Regions from separate parts of the Pan troglodytes genome. Here region 2 is linked to region 1. Evidence: chromatin contacts called from public capture Hi-C data. All regions are on one chromosome and are shown on one strand. The core of a region is the stretch at or near the end of the contact, and the rest is flanking DNA. Distances in the headings are between cores, read along the strand shown. Region 1 holds the start of LOC104003088 (a long non-coding RNA gene). Region 2 overlaps DLGAP1 (DLG associated protein 1).

Region 1 (7,344 bases), core at 2,930-5,429:
GACGATTCCTCAGGGATCTAGAACTAGAAATACCATTTGACCCAGCCATCCCATTACTGGGTATATACCCAAAGGATTATAAATCATGCTGCTATAAAGACACATGCACACGTATGTTTATTGAGGCACTATTCACAATAGCAAAGACTTGGAACCAACCCAAATGTCCAACAATGATAGAATGGATTAAGAAAATGTGGCACATATACACCATGGAATACTATGCAGCCATAAAAAATGATGAGTTCATGTCCTTCGTAGGGACATGGATGAAGCTGGAAACCATCATTCTCAGCAAACTATCGCAAGGACAAAAAAACCAAACACCACATGTTCTCACTCATAGGTGGGAATCGAACAATGAGAACACATGGACACAGGAAGGGGAACATCACACACCGGGAACTGTTGTGGGGTGGGGAAGGGGGGAGGGATAGCATTAGGAGTTATACCTAATGCTAAATGACGAGTTAATGGGTACAACACACCAACATGGCACATGTATACATATGTAACAAACCTGCACGTTGTGCACATGTACCCTAAAACTTAAAGTATAATAATAATAATAAAAAGAAATTACTACTTGTTGAGTTTTGGTTAAGTATTAAAAAAAGAATAACCAGAAATATATGTGCTATTAAATACTCCTCCTTTCTCACATTATATACGTATGTAAAGCCAGATTTGCCTTCTACAGTTTGACCAAGACAACATAGTACATGCAACAGAGTGAATAAAGAGGCAGATATAGGAATTTAGCTGCCTTCTATTAAACCAGTTATTAGTTATAAAAATGTAAAATAAAACCACTCAATTTTTTTTGGCAAAATGGTTATTTTTTTCTAAAATGTATGTTATTTATGTGAAGATTTAATGGAGTTTATTATTAGTTTTCCTTTCCAACTTTTATTTTAGGTTCAAGGGGTACATGAGCAGGTTTGTTACATGAGTAAATTGTGTGTCACAGGGGTTTGGTGTATAGATAATTTTGTCACCCAGGTAATCAGCATAAAACTTTATAGGTAATTTTTCAAAATTTTTAAAAATTTGTTTTAATTTCTAATAAAGTGAATATTAATATAAAAAAACAAAAAACAAAAGACCTCATTTCTTGTATCTCTAAAGCACCAGCCCATTCTGAGATTTTATAGTTTTTTACTGATGTCTTGCTCAGACTTTTTCAATAAATATTGAAATGATTAGAATGAAATAGAATTCTTATATATTTGTATTTACTCATCTCCTCTCTGTATTTCCGGTGGGGGGATAGAGTTCAAGGAAAAGTTTAAGAGACATGGTTGGTTTATTTCAGGAGTCCAAACCTTATGCTAATGAGGAAGCTTTGTCAGGGGAATTTCAGATATTGGCCAGTGGCAGTGGTGGGAACCTTGGGGTTAGCATCCTTGAAATAACACCGCAGAGGTGGTGAGTGGCCAGTGTGCCTGGATGACCCAGATTTGAGTGGGGTCTCTTCTGGAGGCTGACTGCCCAAGCAGCCTGAAGAATCACAGAGATACTTTCTGGTTGGTATTGCCCTTCTCCCTTCTCCCCAGAGCTATGCCTGATTTGGGCTGAGACAGCGGAAAATACACAATGCATGTTTCAGACATTCCTGCTTTAATATGTTAATATCTCGCCCACTCTCCAGACCAGGAATCTCATATCTTGTCTTACTCTTTTCCACACAAAAAGAAAACTGCATTACATATAGAATTTTTCAGTGTAGCTGTTGCTTATCCCATTGTAACTAACCACTTTGACTTATTTTTTTGTGTATATCTTGCCTTGACACGCTTTCTTTATCGAAGACCATGGAAACATGGATTCTTTGTGATATTTTGAAAAATGACAAATTGAAGAGATTTTTATCTCTGGAGACTGAGCTTTTATATCATAAAGTACTTCTCTCCCCTGATGGCTAACCCAATCACATAGTTCCACAATAAACAAGATGAATCTAGATTCATAAGACAGTATGTGCAGAAAAATGCTGTTACTCTTTGTGGCTTCTTTCCCTGTGCCTTGAAAATGTTCATTAAAAATCTCCTACTTAGTTTGCCTCATTATATTGGTTTACTCATATTGGTCCCCTATTTTAATGATTTAAAGCACGTTTGAAAAGATTTCTTGTTTGGAACATCCTTGGCCAGGCCACTACTTTGTAAAGTAGGGAAGTCTGCAGGCCCTAGTTGTTCTTTTGAACTTAGTTCATAAAATGATTTTTAAACACTGATCTATCAGCTTTTCTCTTCTCTTTATCAAAATTAATAATTCACATAAAAGCCACCTATTTAAATGGAGTCTCAGCTGGGTACGGTGGTTTACGCCTGTAATCCCAACACTTTGGGAGGCTGAGGCGGGTGGAATGCTTGAGTCCAGGAGTTCCAGACCAGCCTGAGCAACATGGTGAAATCTGTTTTCTACAAAAATTACAAAAATTAGCCAGGTGTGGTGGTGCACAACTGTAGTCTCAGCTAACGGGGAGGCTAAGGCGGGAGGATCACTTGAGCCTGAGAGGCAGAGGCTGCAGTGAGCCGTGATTATGCCACTGTACTCCAGCCTGGTGACAGAGCCAGACCCTGTCTCTAAATAAATAAATAAATAAATAAATGGAGTTCCATTGTTAGCAACTTACACAACCTGGAAAAATCAACTGATCTATAAATATTGGCATGGATGAGTGCACAAATACTTTCAAAAAGAATTACAATTTCTCTGTAATAACTATCAAGGTTATTTGGCTAATAGGGGGTCCCTGGAAGACCTTTAAGACCTGTCTGTAAAAGAAAAGGAACGCTGGCAATTCACAAGACACCTCAGCAATGTAGCATCTGCTCCTGGGGCAGGTAACAAAATCCAGTTTTAAATTTTGCTCTTAACAGTTAAGGAGATAATCAAGTCAGCTTGGGATTGGGTTGTGCATAGGAAGGCTGCAAAAAGATTACAAAATAGCCTCCCCCTGGCAGAAATGTAAAAAAGCCATTCCATGATTTTTTTTTTCCAGTTCTGCCAACGATTTATCTTCAGAAGACAAGCAGATGAGGAGACAAAACCTACTGATGTGGGTACCCAAGCAGGAACCCCCCTCTTGCACCGGCGACTCACGTGGGAAGAAGGTAGGAAATCAACAGCATAGGGGAAAGAAAAGGAAAAGGAGTTTGGAAACAGGATAAGACAGGCTTCTTTTGAATAATGGAGAGGACTCTTAGAAAAAAGAAAAGAAACAGAATAAATTTTTATTCACTGATTCCATTTCAGCGCAGCAAATTCTCATTGATTTTAATCAATTGCTTTCTTACAGAGTTTTGTCCATATGTATGTGACAAAATCAGCGGTCATTTAATGACAGACTTAGAATGTGTGCTAAGAATGAAACCATTGAGATTTCCTTGTCTTTCCTCCTTTCAGTAAAAATCAGGAAGGGGAGAAAGGGAGGGGGTGAGGGTGGGGCAAGGAGAGCAATATTTTATAAAAGTGACAACGCGTTTTGCATTTGAATTATTATTTATTTTCCCTGATGGAGTTTCAAGCAGGTTATTGCAAGGAAAGGAAAAACTGGAAATTAACCAAACGTGGTCCAGGCTGGGGATGACGAGTTTAGCAGGGGCTTTAATGGGACCTCCTAAGCGATTCAGGAGAGAATGAATCTCTCATAGTTTCCCTTCTCATGGGATCACTGACCAAGCTTCCCCAAATCAGGGTGCAGCAACAAAATCAGGGTGCAGCATCTTTTAAGTGGGCTTAAGACCCACTTAAAAGCTTATCATAGCGAGATGTTGAGAAGATAAAGTTTTAGTTTTTTATAGAGCAGAAAAGATATATGAGATGAGGAATAAAAGGTTCTGTCTAAAAGCCTGACATGTGTAAGACTTTCCCTCCACTGTTGTTTTCCTTTTGGTTTGGTAAGAATGTGGTGAGTGAAGTAAAAAGATAAGGAAAGAAGAACCACAGAGACCCCCTTGAAGCGTAAAACTCTGTTTATTAAGAGTGAGAACGTTCAGTGGCCTGTGACCCTCCCTTTCCTAGGCCACCTTCCCCAGTGCTCGGCTTTTCCCTGCCTGGCACCGGGTGATCCAGGCAAGGCCCTGGCTGGGGTGCCGAGGGTGGGGGAGACAGCTCTGGGTCCTTCTGTGCCATTTCCTTCCTGTGCTGGTGTTTCAGCAGCAATCTGTCCCTCTGCGATGGCAGCCTGTCCACAGCTCTAGTGCCCATCGGCTTGGGGACCCCGTTCCTTCCCTTCATCTGACTCTTCAGGCCTAGAGTGGCGAGGGCTTCCCACTGTGCTTGTCTCTGGGTACCTCGGCCTCTCTGGCTGTATTTTCTTAACCCTGCTCCCTGCTCTATAAACAGACCCTTCTCTAAATTCATCTCAACTCTCTTAATGGGATTCTCTTTCATGGGATTCTGACTGACAGAGTGGGGCTAAAAATATCTCAAACCTGATAGAAGCTGAGAGGAGCTGAAATTTCGAGTTGCAGAAACCTGGATGCTTGCCACTATATAGAGGACAGCAAACCATTTATTATTTATACAATTTCAGGCAAATAGGCTATAGAAATTCCAGGTACAAAAGATCTGAAGAGATGACTAAACACCAACTAGGATTAGTTACATTAATTACGGACTTTTAAAATGACCAGAACCACCTGCTGCTAAATTATAAAGTCCAAAAAGACTTCAAGAGTTGTTCAAAACTAAATAATGTCAACTCTCTAGAATGATTTATTCAAATTTAAGTAGGCCAGACTCACAATTTGGAGCACAGCTCTTTAATACATATAGATTCTAATTTTCTAAAAGAGAAAGAGAAATAGATTTGTTACTTGACTATTAGAAAATTCATTGCATATTTAAAAAGCGAGAGAACTTAGCTGTCTGCCTGTTCTGAGTCTGAGGTGTAAATGTTTACATCATCATACATTAAGTGTCTATAGATTATGCTCAATACTTTTTGCAAAATGTAGCATAAAGTCACTACTCATGCCCTTAAAATAGACAACAACAATGTAATTTTAGAAAATGTTAATAAGTTTTCCTAGCTTTTGATTTTTTTTTTTTTTTTTTTAGCTTTGGCCTTATCCTTTTTTTAGGTAGTGGCTGGCATTATGGATTAATTACTTAATACACCTTTGTTGCCTTAGAATTCACTGAGCTGAAATGGAGTGAGAGCTAAGATGCTCTCAGAATATTCTTAAAATGACTGTGCTGCAAAGAAGCCTGGGTGAATAGAAGAAAATAAAAGGAATGGTGGATACAAGTGAAGGTTAAAATGAGGTAGGAACTAAATATTATACGGGCACTTGGGGTTAGTATTTATGAATTGTTACTTTCTGGCAATGCTCTACTCTCTTGTATCTTCTTTGGGACAGAAAATTCCGTAAGAAAGACCTTTCCAGGAAGAGCTTGTCCCTAAGCTTATGGGCTCAGGGTTTGAACAAAGCGTCTCTTCCAAGACCTTGTGAATAATATGCATATAGTCCACGTAACTTCACAAAGTAAAGTTAAACGAATGCATTCTTTTCTTGCTATTAGACCCCATTTATCGCACCAGCTGTTGGTGATTTCAGCGCTCCTTTCCAAGCCTCTTGAGAGTTCTGCTCTAACCACACTGCCCCCTAGTGTTCTCTCGCTTTGGTGCAACGTGAGTAAAAAAAAAAAACCCACCAAGATTTACTTTCAATATATACACTGTATTCATCAGTGTTTTGCTATAGAGAATGTAAGATATCTTTCTGTAAATTATTTAGATATTTAATCTTATTTATTTATTTATCCCAATAAGATATTAAAGCATGCTAAGCTGGAATGATTTTTTTTCATAAATGGCTAAAAGCAAAAGTAAAAGTTTAGATACTATTACATAATTCCTGATCTAATAAATGGAGGCAAATTACCTAATATTTTTGAGCACCTATTATGTTAGACATGTAAGAAATACTGTATTACAAGTGAAGTCTAAGTAAGCCTAATTCAATACTTAACTTTTAAAGCTCGAAACATTTTAAATATATTTATTAATTTGATCTTGAATTTGGGGAAAACAGTAAAGATGGAAGAGAGAAAAGGGAGAATTTTTAAATTTTACATATCTAAGTGGCTTTGTATTATGTTTTAATTGAAAAATATTTTAAACAAGTCTATTCTGATAAGATGTAGAAATTCTACTTGCAGCTTTAGGACAAAGTGAATTAAAAACAAAGGCTTTCTACTTGAAATGTGGCCAGCGTGACTGAGAAATGGAGTTTCTAAATTTTCATTTCATTTTAATTAATTTCACTGATTTAAATTTTAAAACTGATTGATACTCAATTCAGTCATTGAAAACTTTTACGTAGGCTTGTAACAACTTAGGTATCTGAATCTATTTTTTTCAAATGTAAATTTTAAGATATCTATTTAGATTAAATATTCCTAATAAAAATATAGCATTTGAATTGCATAGGCTATAAGTGAAAAATGTACAGCACATTTCAAATGTTTAGTACAAAGCCAAAAGAATGTAATATTTCTCATTAATAATTGTTATATTTAGTATATGTTGAAATTTATATTTTGATATGTCAAACAAAATATATTATTAAAATTAATTATATTGGTAAAAAAGGCTAATAGTATAGAAATCATAACTATGTATTCCTCTATCTGAATAAACTGAGAGAATCAAGTTTTCAGATTATTAAAGATTGAAAAATTGAAAATATATCTGTTTTCCATGGTGCAGTTCACATACCACTGGTGATAAATTACTTTAGCCAATGCAAATGTATAGGCTTTTTATTGTTATGCATTATTTGAGCAATAGTGAAAATGAAACTGAGATATCAAATCTATGATTTTGCAGATATTGATGTTTAGGACTACACTACACATTAATTACAGTGCTCATGTTTATAAATTTTTAGTAACTTTGACTCCACCATTAAATTGGATTAGAAATATAAGTTGCAGAGTTTTCTAAAGCCTGAGTTTTACTGTTTCTATCCTTCTGGTGTCACTTAACATGTTCCTCTGTCCAGTGTATTTCCTGTAAGGTGTCATTTAACATGTTCCTCTGTCCAGTGTATTTCCTGTAAGTTGTAGTTAGAATTAAGAACAGCACCATACAATAGAAATATGAGCCACAAATATAATTTAAAATTTTAAAATACACATTTAAAAAAAGAAAACATTAAAATTAAAATTAATTTTAATAATATAATTTTATTTAACCCAATATGTCACAAATATTATGTATGTAGTCAATATTAAAAGTTATTGAGATAGTTTACATCTTTTTTTCATATTAAGTTTTTGCTATCTGGTGTGTATTTTACGTGTACAGAACATCTCAATTTGGCCTAT
Region 2 (6,378 bases), core at 2,893-5,392, 290 kb before region 1:
GGCTGCTGCCTTTCTTTCAGAGATGCCCTGCCCAGAGAGGAGGAAGCTAGAGAGGCAGTCTGGCTACAGTGGCTTTGCTGAGCTGCGGTTCAAACTTCCCCATGGCTTTGTTTACACTGTGAAGGGAAAACTGCCTACTCAAGCCTCAGCAATGGTGGACGCCCCTCCCCTGACCAAGCTCAAGCGTCCCAGGTGGACTTCAGGCTGCTGTTCTGGCATTGAGAATTTCAAGCCAGTGGATCTTAGCTTGCTAGGCTCTCTGGGGATGGGATCCGCTGAACTAGACCACTTGGCTCCCTGGCTTCAGCCCCCTTTCCAGGGTAGTGAAAGATTCTGTCTCGCTGGTGTTCCAGGCACCACTGGGGTATGAAAAAACTCCCGCAGCTAGCTAGGTGTCTGTCTAAATAGCCACCCAGTTTTTGTGCTTGAAACCCAGGGCCCTGGTGGTGTAGGCACCCAAGGGAATCTCCTGGTTTGCGGGCTGTGAAGACCATGGGAAAAGCATAGTATCTGAGCCGGAACGCACTGTTCCTCACAGCACAGTCCCTCAAGGCTTCCTTTGGCTAGGGGAGGAAGTTCCTCAACCCCTTGTGCTTCCTGAGTAAGGCAAAACCCCACCCTGCTTCAGCTCGCCCTCTGTGGGCTATACCCACTATCTAACCAGTCCCAGTGAGAAGGGCCGGGTACCTCAGCTGGAAATGCAGAAATCACTTGCCTTCTGTGTTGATCTCACTGGGAGCTGCAGACTGGAGCTGTTCCTATTCAGCCATCTTGCCAGCCACCTAGCATTTTATTTTATTTTTTTAAAATTTTAATTGTTTTTTGAGACAGAGTCTCTCTCTGTTGCCCAGGCTGGAGTGCAGTGGTGTGATCTCAGCTCACTGCAAGCTCTACCTCCCAGGTTCACGCCATTCTCCTGCCTCAGCCTCCCGAGTAGCTGGGACTACAGGCGCCCACCACCACGCCCGGCTAATTTTTTGTACTTTTGGTAAAGACGGGGTTTCACCGTTTTAGCCAGGATGGTCTCTGTCTCTTGACCTCATGATCTGCCCACCTCGGCCTCCCAAAATGGTGGGATTACAGGCGTGAGCCATCGCACCCAGCCGACTTTGTTGCCCAGGCTGGAATGCAGTAGTGGGATCATAGCTTACTGCAGCCTTGACCTCCTGGGCTTAAGTGATCCTCCTGCTTCAGCCCCCTTAGTAGCTAGGACTACAGGAGTGCACTCTGCCATACCAGGCTAAGTTTTAAATTTTTTGTTGAGGTGGGGTTGTGCTATGTTACCCAGGCTGGTCTTGAATTCCTGGCTCAAATGATCTTCCAGGCTCGGCCTCCCAAAGTGCTGGGACTATAGGTGTGACCCACAGCACCTGGCCTGATGATGGCTTTTTAAGTGTACTAATGATCTCATCAGAGAAGCCAAATGCCACATGACTCAAGAAGAAATAACCAAACAGTCCGGATCCAGGGTGAAAGGCTTCTTCAGCTATTCTTCATTCTGTAGTGTCTATGTGTGGTGTTCTCGTTAAGGGTGAGAAGGGAAAGCAATGACCCTGTGTTGGGGCCTCCAAAAGCAATCACGTCCCTCCCTACAAATCATTGAGAATCCTGGTTGCTGAAGAATGTTAAAATAATAATATGTGATTAGGAGAATGACAGTGCTGCAACATCAAAGAAAAAAGCCGGGCAAAGCAGAAGGATTCGACACATGCTTATGTGATAAATTTGGTGCCAGCTAGTTGAGCTGAGGAATCTGAGAGATTAGAAGTTGTTGGAGAATCTGTGGTTTCAGCTAAAGCAGCAGAGAATATGGCCAAGGAGTCCATTTGGGTCTAAAGTAGAGAAGAGGTTGGTGCAGAGAAGCTCTGTGGGCTGAGTCCAAGAGACTGTTTGGACTTTGGGTGATGAAGAAGAGAGAAGATACCATCTGAAGCTGGGTTGGTATATTTTGGGTTCAGAGCAAAGAGGGACCTGTTTCTCTAGGATGAATTGAGGTAATTCTGCTGAGATCTGGCAGATGGACATAGAGAGAGATAACACAAGATGACCTCAAGAGTCAAGAGTGAGAAGAGTTGTAGGAGGGGCTCTGTGTGTGTGAGAGACAGAGAGACATAGGGAGTTCTTGAAGTGACTGTTTAAGATTTCAAATGTGTGCCAAGATATCAGGGTAAGGTTGAGATGTATACATTTATGTTATTCTCTGTGTATGAGTACCCTGAGACTACCTTTAATTTAATTAATTAAATTAATTATTTATTTACTTTTGAGACAGAGTCTCATACTTGTCCCCCATGCTGGAGGGCAATGGCACAATCTCGGCTCAATGCAACCTTTGCCTCCCGGGTTCAAGCGATTCTCCTGCCTCAGCCTCCCAAGTAGCTGGGATTACAGGCGTCTGCCACCACGCCCGGCATGAAGTTTCACCATGTTGGCTAGGTTGGTCTCGAACTCCTGACCTCAGGTGATCCGCCCACCTCGGCTTCCCAAAGTGCTGGGATTACAGGCGTAAGCCGCTCCTGACGTCTACCTTGAATTTTAAAATAGCAGGTGTGCTTCATGGTGCTCAATTGGATATGCTTCACAGGAGTAAACATGTTTGGGAAATGTTATCAAAACCAGGAAGGCATAAATTGCTACCTTTCTATGGGATGGCAATAGACAAGTTCCCAAGAGAGGCAGCAACAGACCCCTAGGGGAGAGCCTGGCAGGGTTGTGGACTTCCTGCATGCAGGCGCCCTAGGATCCTGGGCTTCTTCCTAGACCCTTCCCTGGGTTTGAGAGACAGGGGAGCGAGGCAGGCTATGGGATCCTATATGTATCATCTTAGAAGTAATCAGATACAACAAGGTAGCTGGCATCTTAGCAAATCACACAGCTGGAAGACTTTAAGTAAATCTCTGTGGGGAGCCAGAGGGCTCAGATCTGGAAGGAGACAGCTGCTGGATGAGGAATAAGTAACAACTGAAAAGTCAGGGCAGCCCAGTGGCAGGCCCTTACCAGTGGGGTTGAGGAGAATGACAGGCTTGCTCCTGCAGCCACTCAGGTACAGGCAGTTCATCCAGGAAGCAGTAAGGGACAGAGGGAGAAGAGAGAGGACAGGGATCCAAGTCCCAGAAAGGAGTATAAGATGGAGACTTTGTCTTAGAAATTGACATGAAAGCTTACTTGCTAGGACAAAGGCAAGCAAGGGTCTCTGGAGTGTTCTCAATTCTGTGAAGGCAGGATCAGCCCAGAGCTGGTTAAGATGTGGAGCCTGATGGTGCCAACAGGTCATGAGGCCATTCAGGGAAAACAAGGGTTAGGAAGGAGGATGGGGACCCAGGCACATGATGGCACTAGAGGTCCTGAATTCCAAATTCCAGAATCTTTGAAGTGGTGTCAAGATTGTGTCTCAGGATCACCGGATATAGCTGGTCCTTGGGATGGAATGTGGCGCTGTCCTGACAAAAGACCTGAACTTGCCAACTGAGAGCCTTTGATTCACGTGCTCTGAATTTTATTGCATTTACTCCAAATGCCATTGGGCAGTTGTCCATGCATAGGTTGGAGAAATTAATAGGAAGGGCAAGAAAACATGAGAAGTATCATAAAGAAATACTATAAAGGACAAATAAATGAGACTGGTAGTGAACTAGACAGACACAGAAAATAGACGAGAGAAATTCCCAGAACTGCTTCAAGCACGAAAGTGCAGTGGCCCTGATCTCTGTAGAAGGAGGAGTGTGAGGGGGATGTGAGTTCAGAGGAGAGCGAGCGGCTGTTGTCCACTTTTTTCTTTTTAGAAGACGGAGGGATATTTGAAAGTTCACTAGATATGGACACATTCTCTGCATTCTTCTTCTCTTTTCGTTCTTTTTTGTTTTTTGTTTTTTTTTTAATTCTAGAAAAGAATTGTTTCTTATTTTCCTCCCGAAGATGCAACCAAATGCCCTCTTTTCTGGAAACATTTTAGTTGCAGCTTCACAGACTCCATTTACGGTTGACATGCATTCTTTCCCCTATGAACACACCTCAGCAGCCGCCAGAGGGAGACTTTCCACACACGGTTTTTGCGAAGAGAATTTCCTTGGGGATTACTGCACCCTACATGATACAAATTCCTCCCCACGTTCCCCTTCACAGGCAGGGCTTCTAATCTTGACAGTTCCCAGAGCAGCAGTCATGGCTATATCAGGCAATTATACCATTGGGAACATTAGGGCTGCTTTGTAAAACCATAAGCACCCAAGAACAGATACTTTAAAAAATGTAAAAACAAGACAGCAGTGACAGCAGAAAGGACACAGCAGCTGAGTCACCTCACTGCATTTCTCCACATCCTAGCCCCTAGGAGGATGCTCTGCGGGGCCCACAGGAAGGGCTGAGTGCCACATGCCAGGGACCCCAGAGGTTGGCAAGAATGGCTTTGCCTAGAGACCATGCTTCCTTTCAGGTGTTGCAGGGAGAGGTGGCAATTCTGTTTCCCACATTAAAGAAAAAATTGACTGGGTGTGGTGGCTCATGCCTGTAATCCCAGCACTTTGGGAGGTCGAGGCAGGTGGATTACTTGAGGTCAGGAGTTCGAGACCAGCCTGGACAACATGGTGAAACCCTGTCTCTACTAAAAATACAAAAATTAGCTGGTGTGGTGGCAGGCGCCAGTAATCCCAGCTACTCGGGAGGCTGAGGCAGGAGAATCGCTTGAACCCGGGAGGCAGAGGTTGCAGTGAGCCGAGACTGCACCACTGCACTCCAGACTCCAGCCTGGGTGACACAGCGAGACTCCATCTAAAAAAAAAAGAAAAAGAAAAAATTAAATTTCATGACTTAGTGAGAAATGGTCATTTTGGGGGTCCATTGCTTGATTTTTTTTTTAAATCTTCTTAAACAACTCTGAATTAAAATATCTGAGAGAACACAGTGACTCATGCCTCTCCACTTCCCAGCTTTCCAACTGAGCAGCCCACTGGGTCGGAGGTATCTTGCCAAGAGGGAAGTATTTTTAATTTGGGCTTTATCTGTCACTCAGCTGTGGTCATAGAGACTGGCAGGAATGCATGCGATTAGAAGAAGAAAGAACACCTTTATGATTCAATAATATTAGTATTTAATGCCTTTTGGATATTTTGGATAGCAGTCTCGTGTAAAGAGACAAGACATGAATACATAAAAGCAAATGAGAAAAGTCAGCATTTATAACACTATATTTGGGGATTCCAGAATTGGGTAATAGAGGACAAAAGTGTGCATCTCTAAGGAGTTATTTCTGTAGTTCAGTTCACAAACTGCAGAGTGGAATAAGCTTAGCAGATAGAAATAAGACATTCAGTTTTTTATTAGAAGAGAAACACGCATAATTTGGTAGGGCTATTTAAATTTTTGAGTCAAACGAATTTTGTTGGCATGATGACTTCAGCGAACCATCTGCAAGGCTATCTGAAAGGAATCTAAAATAAATGAAGGGATTATTCCAGTTTATTTTGTGGAAAGAAACATTTTCAACTTTTCAGGCTACTTTTTTTTTTTTTTTCCAGGAAACTTCAGGGGGTTAGAATGCAGTTTTGCTTTGCTCTGTATACCTCCTTGTCAACCAGTATTGTGCTTGTATGGTGCAGTATTATAGTTGCAATGAGTTATCTGTATTTATCCCTTAAAAATTTGCTGGAAAATATGGAGCTAAACATATCATACTGATTTAGTCGCAGTATAATTCTTCATAAAAGGCTACTCTGCCCAAACTATCAGACCCCAAGGAGCATTAAAATATTGTTTCACCAAGGGCCCAGGACTTAAACACAATTCCAGACTCAAAATGTCATTTTAACTAAGGTGATCATATATCCCAGTATAATAATAATAATAGTAATTATTATTATTATTATTATTTTTGAGACAGAGTCTTGCTCTGTTGCCCAGGCTGGAGAGCAGTGGCTCGATCTTGGCTCACTACAACCTCTGCCTCCTGGGTTCAAGTGATTCTCCTGCCTTAGCCTCCCTAGTAGCTGGGATCACAGGCCTGTGCTACCACGTGCAGCTAATTTTTGTATTTTTAGTAGAGATGAGGTTTCACCATGTTGGCCAGGCTGGTCTCGAACTCCTGGCCTCAGGTGATCCTCCCTGCTTGGCCTCCCAAAGTGCTGGGATTACAGGCGTGAGCCACTGCGCTCGGCCCTCAGTATAATTATTAATGGTGCATTTTTTTTTTTTTTTTTGAGATGGAATCTCACTCACTCTGTCGCCCAGGCTGGATCGCCCAGGCTGGATTGCCCAGGCGCAATCTCTGCTCACTGCAACCTCTGCCTTGGGGTCCAAGTGATTCTCCTGCCTCAGCTTCCCAAGTAACTGGGATTACAGGCACTCACCACCATGCCTGGTTAACTTTTTGTATTTTTAGTAGAG

What was found. Capture Hi-C pulls out chosen DNA fragments and counts their contacts.
Region 2: a capture Hi-C map of stem cell-derived neural stem cells shows a contact between it and region 1, with 5 times the contacts expected there. The contact joins two enhancer-like sites. A contact is called at or near these places in 3 of 7 Hi-C or Micro-C datasets (blood, induced pluripotent stem cells and stem cell-derived neural progenitor cells) and 1 of 1 other capture datasets (stem cell-derived neural stem cells).

What each region holds. Positions count from the first base shown.
Region 1 is chr17:26,887,201-26,894,544 of NHGRI_mPanTro3-v2.0_pri, reverse strand. All of the region lies in intron 4 of DLGAP1 (DLG associated protein 1), which reads right to left. LOC104003088 (a long non-coding RNA gene) reads left to right here and starts at 852. Exons shown (of 6, transcript XR_008540672.2): 1 at 852-3,119; 2 at 5,145-5,277; 3 at 5,536-5,644. Within about 2 kb of position 4,179, at least 6 of the 24 cell types and tissues checked have an H3K27ac peak or open chromatin away from gene starts, as enhancers often do. A contact at or near this core is called in stem cell-derived neural stem cells, where this site is marked.
Region 2 is chr17:27,182,380-27,188,757 of NHGRI_mPanTro3-v2.0_pri, reverse strand. All of the region lies in intron 8 of DLGAP1 (DLG associated protein 1), which reads right to left. Among named protein-coding and RNA genes, the nearest start is that of TGIF1, 250 kb to the left of the region's middle. Within about 2 kb of position 4,142, at least 6 of the 24 cell types and tissues checked have an H3K27ac peak or open chromatin away from gene starts, as enhancers often do. A contact at or near this core is called in stem cell-derived neural stem cells, where this site is marked.